Linked DNA regions of Mus musculus: regions 1, 2, 4 and 5 are each linked to region 3. A link is a contact called in public HiChIP or PLAC-seq, Micro-C and promoter capture Hi-C data. All regions are on one chromosome and are shown on one strand. Each heading gives the region's core, a stretch centred on a gene start, on an enhancer-like site or on the middle of the called end of the contact. The rest is flanking DNA. Distances are from core to core; before and after follow the strand shown. Region 1 holds the start of Wdr19 (WD repeat domain 19). Region 2 holds the start of Uchl1os (ubiquitin carboxy-terminal hydrolase L1, opposite strand). Region 3 holds the start of N4bp2 (NEDD4 binding protein 2). Region 4 holds the start of Apbb2 (amyloid beta (A4) precursor protein-binding, family B, member 2). Region 5 holds the start of Tlr6 (toll-like receptor 6).

What was found. Promoter capture Hi-C pulls out the DNA fragments that hold promoters and counts their contacts. Hi-C and Micro-C count contacts between places; a contact is called where the count stands out from the background. HiChIP or PLAC-seq counts read pairs in DNA pulled down with a chosen protein or histone mark.
Region 1: a contact with region 3 is called in a promoter capture Hi-C map of second pharyngeal arch cranial neural crest. The contact joins the promoter of Wdr19 here to the promoter of N4bp2 in region 3. A contact is called at or near these places in 5 of 39 promoter capture datasets (cranial neural crest, liver, maxillary cranial neural crest and 1 more) and 1 of 9 other capture datasets (adipose tissue).
Region 2: a contact with region 3 is called in a FOXA1 HiChIP or PLAC-seq map of pancreatic cancer cells. The contact joins the promoter of Uchl1os here to the promoter of N4bp2 in region 3. A contact is called at or near these places in 2 of 484 Hi-C or Micro-C datasets (both in embryonic stem cells) and 2 of 115 datasets of contacts at active chromatin or transcription factors (astrocytes and pancreatic cancer cells).
Region 4: a contact with region 3 is called in a Micro-C map of embryonic stem cells, with 8 times the contacts expected there. The contact joins the promoter of Apbb2 here to the promoter of N4bp2 in region 3. A contact is called at or near these places in 3 of 39 promoter capture datasets (the 3T3-L1 cell line, hippocampal neurons and stem cell-derived epiblast-like cells), 1 of 484 Hi-C or Micro-C datasets (embryonic stem cells) and 3 of 115 datasets of contacts at active chromatin or transcription factors (the NIH/3T3 cell line, astrocytes and extraembryonic endoderm stem cells).
Region 5: a promoter capture Hi-C map of pre-B cells shows a contact between it and region 3. The contact joins the promoter of Tlr6 here to the promoter of N4bp2 in region 3. A contact is called at or near these places in 4 of 39 promoter capture datasets (cranial neural crest, liver and pre-B cells).

What each region holds. Positions count from the first base shown.
Region 1 is chr5:65,198,249-65,200,948 of GRCm38.p6, reverse strand. Wdr19 (WD repeat domain 19) reads right to left here and starts at 1,253. Exons shown (of 37, transcript NM_153391.2): 1 at 1,189-1,253. The coding sequence starts at 1,194.
Region 2 is chr5:66,675,195-66,677,894 of GRCm38.p6, reverse strand. It overlaps Uchl1os (ubiquitin carboxy-terminal hydrolase L1, opposite strand), which reads left to right and starts at 1,398. Exons shown (of 5, transcript NR_102714.1): 1 at 1,398-1,833. It overlaps Uchl1 (ubiquitin carboxy-terminal hydrolase L1), which reads right to left and starts at 1,774. Exons shown (of 9, transcript NM_011670.2): 1 at 1,573-1,774; 2 at 1,448-1,459; 3 at 823-951. The coding sequence starts at 1,605.
Region 3 is chr5:65,762,128-65,764,827 of GRCm38.p6, reverse strand. It overlaps N4bp2 (NEDD4 binding protein 2), which reads right to left and starts at 1,307. Exons shown (of 20, transcript NM_001024917.1): 1 at 1,238-1,307.
Region 4 is chr5:66,617,433-66,620,132 of GRCm38.p6, reverse strand. It overlaps Apbb2 (amyloid beta (A4) precursor protein-binding, family B, member 2), which reads left to right and starts at 1,316. Exons shown (of 17, transcript NM_001201413.1): 1 at 1,316-1,565.
Region 5 is chr5:64,958,602-64,961,301 of GRCm38.p6, reverse strand. It overlaps Tlr6 (toll-like receptor 6), which reads left to right and starts at 1,254. Exons shown (of 2, transcript NM_001359180.2): 1 at 1,254-1,279.

The DNA of each region.
Region 1 (2,700 bases), core at 4-2,503, 560 kb after region 3:
CTGCTACATTCTAGAATACTCAGGAACATGACCCTAGATGAAAAATATTAGTTTTAAATACTGTAGATTAATCAAGCACACCCTTATCTAGGTAGATGCAGCTTAGATACTGTAGCTGAAGACTTGAATCTGAGTGACAACACAACTCCTCCAATGCTATCTGAATAAATGCCCATCTCCCGAAAGCCTGTGTCCTGGAATCGCAACTTAAGATAGAGGTGCGCTATGATGCCAAGCACACACAGGTTTTTTCCAGCACGTACACTCACTCAACGTATTCTAGACCATCTTACTTCTGCGAGTTTGGGAATACATCGTCCTTAAACCTGATTCTATTCCTTTCATGGCAGATCTGTCTTGGGCTGTAATCTTACAGGTTAGTTTTCTTCCACAGAGTTATATCGGTTCTAGGTACAACTCAGATAAAAGTTACAGCTTTCCTAGAACAGCAAAAAGGTTTGCTTGTTGCAGGTCACGGTTAACTTAACTGTAAAGAGAATAGTATTTACTCCTTTCCGACACACCAGAAAGTGAATCATGCAAAGTTATCTGCCAATTCCAATGGACACACAAGAGCTACAGTGAAGCTTTAGGAAAGCTGAAACCATTTTAAACTCGGTGTTTCCATTTCTTTGTCAGAGCAGTGCGGGGGTAAGTACCTCTGAGGTAAATCACAGGAGTGCAGCGGCTGCCCCTGTGGAATTCACAACAAACCCAATCAGAAAACCTGCGTGCAGTGGAGGACGCACACAGGTGTGCAGATTTCTCCATCATGTGTTCTAGCGACCAGGGCTCTGCATACCGGACAGGTCACAGGCCAAGTAATTCTTGATGACTGTTTTAGAGACTTTTGATTCTCCCTAGGGCTCTGGGCCAGTGGCTTGGTTTGCCCAGGATTAAGCTACAAGAAATCGGTAGCGATACCGGTAGTTCGGGCGTACTCAGATCAGGCTTCTACCAGATTCCAGAGGGCACAGGCCTCCCTCAGCCCGCTCTCCAGAGCTTCCTTTCCCTGCATCCTTACAAGCCCATCATCCCCTCCCGCCCGCTCCCGGAGCTCATTCCTCTATCCTCAGCACTTCCGCGGAGGGACAGGGACACAAACTCCTCAGAGTCGCGCTCCGAGAGTTTAGGAAATACAGAGGCTGCCACATCTTCTCAATCCGCTGGCACTTGTAAGTTATTTACCTTCATTTCAAAGGCTCCAGCGACACCCCCGTTCTTGTAAGTGCGCAGGCGCAACAGAACACCCCCGCCCCGCTACCGCGTTCTCGTCACCCAGGAGACCGTGCAAACAGCGACCAATCAGCGAGCGTGGGGCGGAGCTGCCCCCGGAGCCCTCCTTTGAGAGAGATGGGCAGGGTGGGTAGAGTCACGTGATGGAGGTGGAGCTAAGCTCCGGGAAGTTGAATGCTACGAGGGCTGGTCAACTTCCTGCCTGAGCTCTGATTGGGTGAGGCTGCGAGGCAGGCGGGCCCTATGGACAGAAAGGGTCTTGAGCTATGTGAGCAGAAACCACTGGCCTAGGAGCGGTTGTAAAGGAATTCCGGGGGGAAAAAAGCTGGACCCAGAGGTTGGCAAGTAGGAGGCAGGAATTGGCTCATGAGCCAGACGGCTTCTACAAGATCCACTTGTAAAAAAGGCTTGGAGAAACTAATGTATCATTCCTCATTTTTTTTTCTTGCAGGGTTTTTATTTTTGATTTTGCCCTAACGGAGGTGAGGTATGAGGAGTCGTTTTCTTTCAGGACCATTAAGACAATTTTAGCTAGTGTGATCGGGGAGGAATAGTTGAAAAAAATAAAGAAAAGAACTCGCCTGTAGTATTTGAGCCTGGTAAACAAGAAGTTTAGCGGAAGCTAAGCATTAAAAGTTGGCTGGAGGGAGGGAGTGGGATTCTGCACAGTAGCTAAGGTTGGCTAGCTGGGCATCATCACCTCGGGTTCCTAGAATAGAGTTGGGTAATTTTTCACAGCGACTCTCGTCCATGAGATAAAATTGTAGTCAAACCTAAAATGGCCTCAGCAAGAATACAAGATGGAGAAACTTCTGCATTGTCTTGCTCTGTCACAATAGTAACAGGCTAATCAAAAACAAACAAAAAAAAAACAAAAAACCTACATGGTTGCATCAGTAGCTATAATAACAAAGCATTTGACAAAACTGAACATAAAACAAACCCTCAAAATTCTCAAAAAACAAAACCCAACAAGAAAAAGCAAGACAACAAAACCCTGTACCATAGAAATTGTAAACAGTATCTCCAAATAGCCTAAGGCTGATGTACTTAATGCTAAGAATCTTGAAAGTAGTCCCATTAGGAACAAGGCAGGGATGTCCCCTCTTGTGACTCTTTCTCAATTCTGGTGGAAGTCCTAGTTAATGCAATAAGGAGAGAAAAAGAAGCATACTGATTGAGGAAGGAGGTGGGAAAACTGCAGATGACATGACTGAGAGTGTACAGAATCAGTAGAAGAGAGGGAGGGATGTGGGGTAGAGGTAGAGCTAATTATACCAAGCCTCCAGGATACAATCTTAATACACAAAGAGTAGTCACACCCCTCCATATCAGTAATAAGCAGATTTGAAATAAAAGAGCAGTGCCATTTTCATGAGTACCTCTCAAAATGGAATGCAGCTACAAGTCTAGCAACGTATATACATAATGGGTGTGAACAACAGTACAGAACCGAAGATAGAT
Region 2 (2,700 bases), core at 149-2,648, 910 kb before region 3:
AATGCCTCCAAGTTTTACCAATGTCATCCCCTCTTAAATCATTAGGAAGCTAAGAGCCCACAGGAGGGAGACGATGCAGTGATTTACTGGGGCTCCACACACGGCGAGACAACGCATAACCCCCAGTTTTGTCTTTCTCTATGGCTCAGCCTGAATCATTTGCATCCCTGCCCAGTGGAAGATGGAAGACTGTTTCAGAAAATGAAGAAGTGTCTCTATGACTGTGTCACAGGAGCCCTACTTCATCCAGCCACAAGGTCAGAGAGGTGGAGACCGCGGCTCTGTGCACCAGTGATTCAGCTTTCTAAAAGGAACGTTCAACAGTGTGCCTGCTGGGAGGGGTGGGGGAGGGGAATGGAGAATCCACCAGAGAGGCAGATGGAGGTGGCAAATGAAGAGACAGCTCTTTTGACTTAAGCAAGCCAGGCCCTCATCAGTTTACAGTCAGGTGAGAGAGCAACAGAACCAAACCAGGGACCTGACCCACTCACGGCCCTTAAAAGGAAAAAAAAAAAAAAACAAACCGGCCATCCGCAAGTGGGAGCAAGGCTCATAAGTAAACAAACAAACAAAATAAACAAGTTGGAGATCTTTCTTTGGATAACTGAAAAAAAGACTTAGACGCAATGGGCTCCTTCTCTTCCAAATTGAGGCAATAATGGACATCACAATAGAGCCCCGATGAAAATGCAAGCACCTCCCACCCTAAGAAGTGGGATCCTTATCAGGGACCCTACAGGAAAAGGGGACAGCGTGAGGTAGGAACTCATTCCACAACACTGCGTATCCACTGAGACCCGCCCATCACAGACCTCTCCCTACCTGGGCCGTGAGGGGAAACAGGAGCAGCAGGGCGCAGGCAGGGGATGGCACTGAGCCCAGAGTCTCCTCCTCCAGCCCTAGCACGTCGGCGAAGCGCCACTGGCCGGCGACCCCCAGCTTGGCCAACACCTGCAAGAAAAAGACAGGGCAGCCAGACCGAAAAAGCCAGACAAATAATGGGCACCTGCTAGGGGGCGGGGCCAGCACGAGCATCCCTCGTGCGGCCCTCCCACTCCCCAACCCCCCACCAAACACACACACACGGGTCCCCACCCGAGTCTGGGAGGAGCCTCCGCGCCGTCCCACCCTGCGTGCCGCGCAGTGACACAGCACAAAGCTCAGCCCACACGTGGCTCGCGCGAAGCCCTCGGACTAGAGTCCGCGGGCCGTCGCCACGCCCTCGAGAGCTGCTCCCCGCGCTCGTTGCTGTCCGGGTCCATCCTCCGCCACCTCCCCGTGATCGATCTCTCAGTCACTCCCAAACCCCTAGATAACTCAGGGCAGAGACGACACCCAGCTGGGCGCCCCAGCCCAGCCACCTCCATTGCACAGGGCGCGGCCGGCTGGGCGTCTCCAACGATGCTCTTGGAGGATAGGGACAGAGACTGCGCGCCGCGCCACTCACTTTGTTCAGCATCTGAAAGCCAAAAGCAAAGAGGAAAATGATAATAAAACTAAATGATTCAGCTACCGAGCTGTAGCTAAGGGTCAGCCTTATTTCTCCCGAAGCGACCCAGCAGCTATGCTTACCTCGGGGTTAATCTCCATCGGCTTCAGCTGCATCTTCGCGGATGGCACCTGCAGACACAAACCCGAGGAGCCGAAAAAACAGCCGGTGGAGCCGCCCAGGCTGCTGTTATAAAGCGCCGGCCTCGCTCACTGGGAAAGCCTGAGCAGGGGAGACGGGAGCAGAAACAAGCAGAGGAGGAAGGCCAAGAGGGCTCGAACTCCCCCATGCACCGCACAGAATGGTACAAGCCAAGCCCCCAAACCTTGCAGTCTCACTCGCCGGTGAGCTAATCTGGTGGTTGTGGAGATGGGTTTTGTTGGTGGGTGTTCCTTGAGCGCATGAAGCAGCCTATTTGAGGGAGCTTTCAATTTGGAGCGAAATTTCTGGAAACCCTCCTCTGTCGTCTCAATCACTCCAAAGCTCGAGGGTCTCTGAAACATTGAGAGAGAGAGAAAAAAAAGCACAAAATCAACAGGTATATGTAGTGTTTAATATGAATATAAATATTTGTCGGTCTTCCTCCCTCCCCCCCCCCGCCCATCTCGGAACAGTTTGTACTTAACCTTAGACAATCTGTCCTCCATGTTAAATTCAACCTGTGTCCAGGCTCGGTTTTTAATGGACTGCCTAGAATAAAACATCTGATACGGAGTGCATTAGTGAAGCTGATGTAATGTGACTCCAGGGGAAGAACCGGTGGGTCGCTGGGAAGCAGTACATGCGAGACACATAGAATACGGGCGCCGGAGGACTTTAGAAACAGACCAAAGAAAAGATAGATGATTTGAGACTAGAGGCTTAAAGGAAAAAGCATTTAAAAAAAAAATAGGGGAAACCTTTTTTCAAAGAACAGGGGTTTGGGATAATAAGATTTTGGTCCACAATACTTTGGGCGCAGAAGAAAGGGAATAGCAACGGAGGAGAGCCCGCGGTTCTCCAGGGATGGGGGCGGGGGTGTTCTTTCTAACAGGCACATTTCAAAGGATGGAAGGCAAACGCTTGTGCTGAAGGCGGAGTAGAAGGAGGGGCCAGATCTGTATCAATTGTCAGGGATGCTAAATCACAGAATGAGGTAGCTAAGGATGCAGGCAGGTTGGGTATTTTAAAAAATATGCTCAGAACAAATGGTGAAAAACAGACATGCTTTT
Region 3 (2,700 bases), core at 58-2,557:
TCGAAGCCCGGTTTTCGGAGAGCGAGAGGGAAAGTTACGGATGGGAAGGGGTGAGGGTCGCGGGCGCACCCGCCCGGAGGGAGGCCAGCCTGCCGGTGTGGAGTGAGCTTGCGAGCGAGCGTGCGTGCGTGTGGTTTGGAAGTGAGTAAATAAACAGCTCTACGGGCACTACCAGCCCGGGCAGGCGGCCCAAGTTCCCACAAGGCTCGGCCTGGGAAAACGGCGGGGCGCTCGCAGGGGCGCGAGGTCAAGTCGGGGCGGGAAGGCACCCGGAGAATCCGGGGGCGGGAGGGGTGTGTCGGGGCCTGGAGGCCCGCCAGGCGCTGGAGGAGCTGCCGGGGAAGCTGCCGCGGCGCCCGCCTTCGCTCGGCCTCGGGCCCCGCGCCAGGGCCCGCCTCCCGCGACGCCTCACTCCCCTTCCGCCCGCCCGCCCGCCCGGCCCGTGCCTGCCCGGGGTTGCCGCGTCTCTCGCTCGCCGCCCGCCTCGGGCCCTCCTCCTCTGGGACTCCGCGCTCCCGGGATCCCCTCCCGCTCTTTTCCTCCCCGAGTCCCGCCGCCCGCCTCGCCAACCTCCGCCTTTACCTGCTGCGGGAGCGGGGCGTCGAAGCCCCCGGGCCGTGTCGTCGAGTAAGCGCCGCGGGTCCGCAACCCTTTCCCGCCGCCGCCAGCCACTACGCTCTCCGGCGCGGCGCGGCGCGGCGCGGGGCTGGCGAGCAGCTGTGTCCGCGGGGCGGGGGTGGGGGAGACGCAGCGAGCGTGCGGAGCGAGGACACACTGCCGCTCTCCGTCCGACCGGGGAAGAGCAGCCGCGCAGGAGCCCGCCGCGAGAGGGCGGGTGGGCGGCCGCGTGGGGAGGGGTCTCGCGGCCGCCGCAATGGCTGCCACGTAGCCAGGTGGATCTCCGCCCCCGCCCCGGGGCCGCGACCTCTGCTGCTCCGCACACCCCCCACCCACCCACCCCGGGCTCTCCAGGATGCGTCGGCCCGCGCCCGCCACGGCGCCGGCCCGGAGACCCGAGCCCACCGGTGCTGGCGCCTCGCTGGCTCCGTTACGAGAAGTGAGTCCCGGGCCTGGCGGGAGGCGCAGCCCGGGACCCGCGGGGCCCCCCGAGGCTCTCCCGGAAGCTTGCGGCCCGCCGCTGTCCCCCGAGGGCTCCGGGGAAAGGCAGGCGCTGGGACCCCCCCTACTGCTGCCCGTGTAAGCGCCCCGGTGAGCCGCGGCCGGGTCTAACCCTCACCTCTCTCCCGAGCCCGAAAAGCAAAACAAGGTCGTTCTGGCCCTGGGCAGCGAGGGAGGAACTAGGAGCTGGGGCGGGCGGGACTGCAGCTGCGAGGTCGGCGGGGCGAGGCGATGGGCCCCGCGCTGTCCCCCACGGGGGCCCGCTCACTCGGGGCGGACGGGCGGCGGCGCCCCGCGGGAACAAAGGGCCCCGCGGCCCCAGCAACCGGGACGGAGGCTGCCGGGATCCAGCCCGCGCCGCCAACGTGCGGTCGGAACCCGCTGGCCTGAGCCCAAAAGAGCTGCGGCCTTTGCCAGTGTGGAGCTGGAGTTTTCAGGTGCCAAGAAAAAGCAACAGTGTTCCCTTTCCCTGTTAACGATCCTGGATGATTAGCCCGTCCCCTAAGCCCGCTCCATGTTTTTCCTTGTTGGACTCTGACTTCCTTGCTTAATTTGTTCTGTCCTGACATGAAACGATCAGAGTACAAAAGTGTGTGTCTCTCTCTAGCCTTCTGATTAATGATGCTACTGGTCGTTTCGGAGTTTTTAGTTTTGTTCTTTTTGTTTTTGTGTCTGTTTTCTCCTGGACTTTCCTCTCTCTTTGCAATTACTTTGTATTTTTCACTGCCCCCCCCCCCCGTAGTAAAATAACCTCTTGATATTCATCCACATCAGAGAGACAGATTATCTGTCAATTGTTATGGCAATTATTTAAACTGAATGTAGATTTGGAAAGAATACAAGTGAAAAAAATCCCTTTAGATCTGGCTTGAACATTCTCACACTCAATGAGCAAATGGTCTAGTGGGGTTTTTTCTAGAAACTGGTGTATTTAAGCAAAGAAACTAGTGTACTTAAGCAAATAAATGTTCTAATGAAATCTCCCACACAGAAAAGAATATGAATGGATGTGTTTTTTATTTTCTTTGTCTTTTTAGAGATCTCTTGAGTTTCAGTGTTTAAAAATATATACTATACAAACATCTTTATTAAGGCTTATTCTAAATATGGTAAACAAAAGAAATTTAATAGTCTACAATCCCGAGCGTAAGTAGCTACTGCTGAGAACCTAACATTAATCTGTTTCTAAGCAGCTATTAGGAGCCTAATAACTGTAATATATGCCACTTTTGAAATGAAAGAAACTTAGTAATTATAGACTTCAAACAAACCTAGCAAATTTATATTAATTTTGTTCATCTGAAATATGTTCAACGTGATAATAAAAACTTGTATTTAAGTTCTTGAATTTCTTTTGAACATCTGTTAAGGATTTATCACATCTTAAGTCCAAATAATAAAAGGGGGGAATTCTTAAACATTAGAAAATATATTTCAAGGGACAGCACCACCCAATCTGAATTACTTTTGCTTACTATGTCAAAAGAAAAGTATCAAACCCATAAAATTCTCACAGATGTAAAGAACAAAGCCATCTTTACCAGTGTGCACAATGCCAGGCTTGCTTTATGAATACTTCCA
Region 4 (2,700 bases), core at 67-2,566, 860 kb before region 3:
GTAGCCTGTGTCTCAAGGCCCTCTACAGTTTGCTTTTCCCAAGTTGGCATTTGAACCCTGGTTTTTGACTCTTCATGGTTCGCAGGATTCGTTGGGCCAGTCTTGGGATGCAGAGGTTCAGTTCCAAGAGTGAACCTGCATAGATTTATGGAGATTTTTCTGTAGCAGTACTATTGGCCTTCCGCGGAGTCTGAGGGAAATATTGATTATAGAAGAGGCTATAGATTACAAGAGACCACCAACACACGGCGTTCTCTCCATTCCTGATAACCCAACACTTTTACATGTCAACACCTTGTGTATGGAGATGGCAGAAATGGCATTTCATAGAAACTATTCAATGGACGTCAGTTACTGCTGGGCTGTAAACATGAAGGCAGGGGCTGCGATTTGCTTACAGGTCTTAGTAAGGGGATCTTGTGGAACCTCAATAAACTCATGCTGTGTGAAGAAAAAAAGGAATAATGCCCATCTTCACTGTAGGGAGGATGAGTCTGAGTTTATTATCTGATTGAGGAGTGCGTTGTCAAAGAGCCATTACTTAGTAGTTATAATTATTTTCAGAATTACCTTTCTAGAGGAGATGGTAGGTAGCATGGTCTGTGTATAGCAGAGTCCCCATGACTAGTCCTCGGATGGCAACCGCATCAGTACCTGGGATTTGATACTTACAGGCGCTTGTGCAGCACGGCACAACGACTCATCCAACCCCTGGAAACGCGCCTAGCATGCTGCTTCAGCAACCTTCCCAGATGAGTCTGACTTAGGCATCAGTTTAACACCCCTTGGCTTGATGGAGAAACAAATCAAGGACTTCCAGGTGCCTGCAGTAAATCCACTTAATGCCTAACGAACAGGTAGCAAGTAGATAATGCTTTTCCTTGTTCGCAGGCATATTTCTTGCATGGCGTTATCTCGCTGTGATTTTCCAGGGCAGGAATGTTCCTGTGTGGCATATGTCTAGCCATGGGGGATGAAGGAGGCAGAAGGCAGGAGAAAGTTTCACCTTTTAACATTCAGTTAGCCTGGAAGGCTGTGGACAGCTCTCATCTTGGGGTATTTTTCCATTCTACAGGAACGCAGACGCGTGAGAGAAGAGTTTCCCAAACTGCCTTTTGGTGCAGACAGACGCTAGGCCACCTGGAGGGGATACCCGGGCTGCCCCGCAACCCCCAGCCTCTGGGTGTCACCCTGGCGCCCCTTGCCTCCCTGCTGTGCCGCAGCTCGGCCGCCTCCACCTGCAGGGGTCGCCCTGGGAGCGCGGCCCGCCCCCTTCCGCCGCGGCCTCCGCCCCCGGCCCCGCCTTGCTGGGTTCGCCCGGCTCCGCCAGGCCCCTCCAAGCCTTTCCTCGCGCAGCCGCCGCCAAAGCCTGGAGAAGTGGAATCTCGCTGCCGCTGCTCCCTGCGCGGGCCTCGCGGAGCCGCACTGGGCATGCTCAGTCGCCGGAGCCAGTGCTGCTCTAAGTAGGAAGCTCGCGTGCTGCAGCCCGCAGCTGATCCGGGTGCTCAGCGGACTGCGAGACCTGGGAGCCGGGTCCGGAGCCGATCGAACGCCGCGCAGCGCTGGTGAGCCCCGCTTCCTTCCATGCCTTCAGCCCGGGGATCCGAGGGATGGCCCGGAGTGCGCCGGGGGTGCCGGGCAGCCGGCGAGCTTGGCTGCTTGTGCCCTCGCGGCTGCTGCTCGGTTTCTGGCGGTCACCGCCGGTCGCCCAGCCGCAGCCCCAGCTGCAGCAGCTGCCGTCGCATCTGCAGCAGGCGTCCGCTGCGGAGTCCCGCTCGCCCCGCGCCCGCGCTGCAGGGCCGGCGCTCTGGCTGCGGGCTCGCTCCGTCACTCCCATTACTCCCTCACTCCCACCCAGAGCTGGGGTTCGGCAGGGCCGGGCGAGGACACCGGGTCGCAGGGCTGTGCCCGGGCGGAGACTGCGGAGGGCAAAGTGCGGGTGGGCGCGGGCGACCGGTAGCGCACGCCCCCTTGCCCTGGGGCCGGCCTGCCTGCCGGGCGGCGCGCTCTTGCGGGAGACTCAGAGACCTGGCCAGCGTCTCCCGGGGTGCAGAGAACCCAGCTCTGCAGAAAGGAGGAGAGGGCAAAGTTCCTGTCCCCTCTGCAACGCCGAGAGCGTTTTTAACTAGAAAATGGCTGTGTGCCGAGGGCCGGATCAGGGAAGCCGGTCATCGGGGTCCCGAACGCCCCACTGCTGCTCCCTGGGAGGAATGGTGGCTCAGACGCCAGAAATGACATTTGTGCGACGAAAACTAGCTGGGCGGAGGGAGGATGCGGGAGTCCCGTAGAAACAATGATAGGTAGTCTCTCCATTGATGGAGAGGTCTGAAAACAGGAGGTCAGGCCCCAAAGGCCAAGGGAGTGTGGGGCATAAAGAAAAAAAAAAGCTGGAGAAATCAGATGAAGAATTGGGACCGTTTTGTAGCAAGATTCTGCACAGCCACGACTGTTCTGATCGCTTGGGGATGGACTGAGTGATTTGAGAGGGCTCACATGAAGAGAGAATTAGGTCAGTGTCTGAAGCCCAGAGGGCTCTTAGAGGGAGCAGTTTTAAAAAGTCTTGTCCCTGACTTTGCTTTGTGCTCAGTGTCTTAAATGAAAGTCATAAAACGATAACAACAATATCATTTTGATATCAAGAAATAAACTTTGTGAGGCTGGCCCTTTTTGTTATTTGTTTCTTCATTTTACCGATTTCAG
Region 5 (2,700 bases), core at 5-2,504, 800 kb after region 3:
ATCCCCAAAGGTCATCATTACTGTGCAATACAACCGAGATGTGAGTCATGTGACCGCTCTTCAATGCTAGGCGCACGTATGTGTGTGCCTGTATGCGTGCGTGCGTGCTTGCTCAAGCTTGTGTGTATACCTCTGAATCATGTGGTTTCTTAAGAAGCAGGCCCAGTGTTGCCTGCCATCCCTTGCATCTCATTGGCTCCTCTCCCCTCTGCCTAGGTCTCCAGTCGGGTCTGGATATCTCCACTCATTCGCTCCCTCCACACACTAGTTGCCAGCTTTGCCCCATCACTCCTTGCTGAGCCTCCCCAGTTCGGAGAAGACTTCCTCTTATGTTTGCTGAGTGACTATGAGCAGTAAGATGTTCTTCTTCGTTTCCTCCCGAAAGCAGAAGTGATTTCCAGCTTATCATTGGCCAACGTACAGTCTTGGTAGTTTTTTGTTTTTGTTTTTTTGTTCAAAGACGAGATGATGGTAGCCAGAGAGATCAATTAGGAGACGATCATCTAGTTAATCGAGTGAGAAGCCGGGATACAGGGACACCTGCTCAAAGTGTCTGCCCTTCATCCTCTTTGCCTTTCAGCCTTGACTAAACGTGTTTCTCAAATTCTAAACAGTCTTTAGAAAACCAAGTTCTAAGCTGCTGTGGAAGAAGACCAGCATCGCTTGCTCTTCCCGAATTAAGAACTGAAGCTCCCAGTAGTAGTGAATGTTGACAAACTGTCGAGGCTGGCTAAATGTGTATTGACACTGAAACTTCTCTTGAAAACCGGCTTTCCAAAAAGCACGCCATGAGCTTTAAGCTTATTTTGTTTTTAAAGTATCTCTGTCAGTCCCAAGGTGCTGAAACCTTGCTCGAATGACAGTGGTGATTTTGTAGGGGAAATATGAAGGATTGTCACAGCACAGAACTGAATCTCCTAACTTCTATCCTGGTGGCAATTTAAAATTCAGTCTGAAATAAAACAAAACAAACAACAAACAACAAAACTAAACAAAAATAAAAACCAAAAAGCAGACAAAACATACCTTAAATAAATACTCGTAGTAACACCAAAATGTTCATAATCTGCTTGTTTATATGAATCTAAAGATTGAAGCAAAGATTTATAGACGGCAGCTCAGAGCCCCTCTGCTTTGGAAGGGTTTTATACACGGGGTAATTCCAACGAGTACCAAGAGATGACGCCAAACCACTCCTAAGTACCGTGGTTCCCAGGCTTAGGACTAGGGTTGGTCAAGCAACTTATTTTTTCAGAGAAATTCGGAGAAGGAAGTCTTGGTAAGTAAGAAGGCTTTTCTGGATTTTTCAAATTACTGCGTTGATATTTCAATCGAGAAAGAAAATGGTACCGTCAGTGCTGGAAATAGGTAACCTTTCTTTGAAATTTTTACAAAACGATTTTGTGGCGGTGTTTTAAAGCGTGGCTGTCGTTTGGACTACCTAAGAATTTTCTGTGACTTTCGGGTAGACAGACAACAGCTGGCATTTCAGCGGTAGCCAAGGAAGTGAGTCGACTTCTGTGACTTTTCCTGTCCCGTTGGTTTGGGCTGTTTTCTCCTTTCACGAAGTTTTGTAGTCTTTTGTGGTCGTGACAGCACACTGGGCTGTGTGTATAAAAACAGTGTTCTGTTTCCTCATCACGTGGTACTATAATCTTTTATTAGTCTGTACCTCTCACTAATTTATGAGCGTTTTGGAGGAAGGATTTAATTCTGTCCCTCCTATGTGAATTCGTTTCCGCTGCGCTAGTTTTTGCCGTGCCCTTTGTCCACAGAAGAATCTGAAGAAACATTTGGTGGAAGTGACTGAGATCAAGATTCCCAAACTCTTTGTAACTTTGAATCCAGCCGGAAGCTGGCACTTGGCCTTCAAACCCAAAGTTTGACAGAGCCAGGTTTCTCTTGTGCTTGTGTTGACTTGATTACAACCCTCCCCCCCACCCCCCTTTTCTCATAGCTTTAGTTTTTACGGCGCTCCCTCCATCCGCCACCACTTTTGGTTTTGTGGTTGACTATTCTTTTCTCTTTCACTTTCTGTTTGATGTATTAAGCAAATTCTTATTGTCTCCTCATACTTCCTTTAAAATAAATAAATAAACCTTCCCCTTTGTCCCACCCATGCTACCTACGAATTCATTAAAGTCTGGGGCTGTTTGCCAGAATGTGCACCCTAGGAACATCTCGAGGTTCTGAGCATCTTCCAGGACGCGCATATCCATGTGGGGGACATGGCAGCTGAATGAATGACAGTCCCTTGAACATAGACACGTAAGCTGCCCTCGGGGGGTGGGGGAGGGGGATTTGTAGGAGGGGACCTCATCCGTGAATGTCCATTCTCTGCCACCTTGTTGAAGAGGTTGGGCCCTCTTTATGTGTGTATTTATATCATAAATAATACAAGCATGCTTGCATATAAAACTTTTTGGCGGGGTATATTTTAAGAGAGCTTTAATTGATTAGTTCTTTGAGAATTTTGAACACTGTGTTTTTCTTCGCCCCTTCCTAACTCTTAACCACCCACCCACCTGAGTGTCCCCCCAACCCACCCCCGTCCAATCCCATCAAATCCAACTTGTGCTATCCATGTACTCTTGGCTATGTTGCCTTATATTGGACTGAGTTAGGCTTACCAAGGGCTCCTCTTCTCCCGGCAACCCTCAACTGCCTCAGCACGGAGTGGAACATTATGCCCGCCTCCAC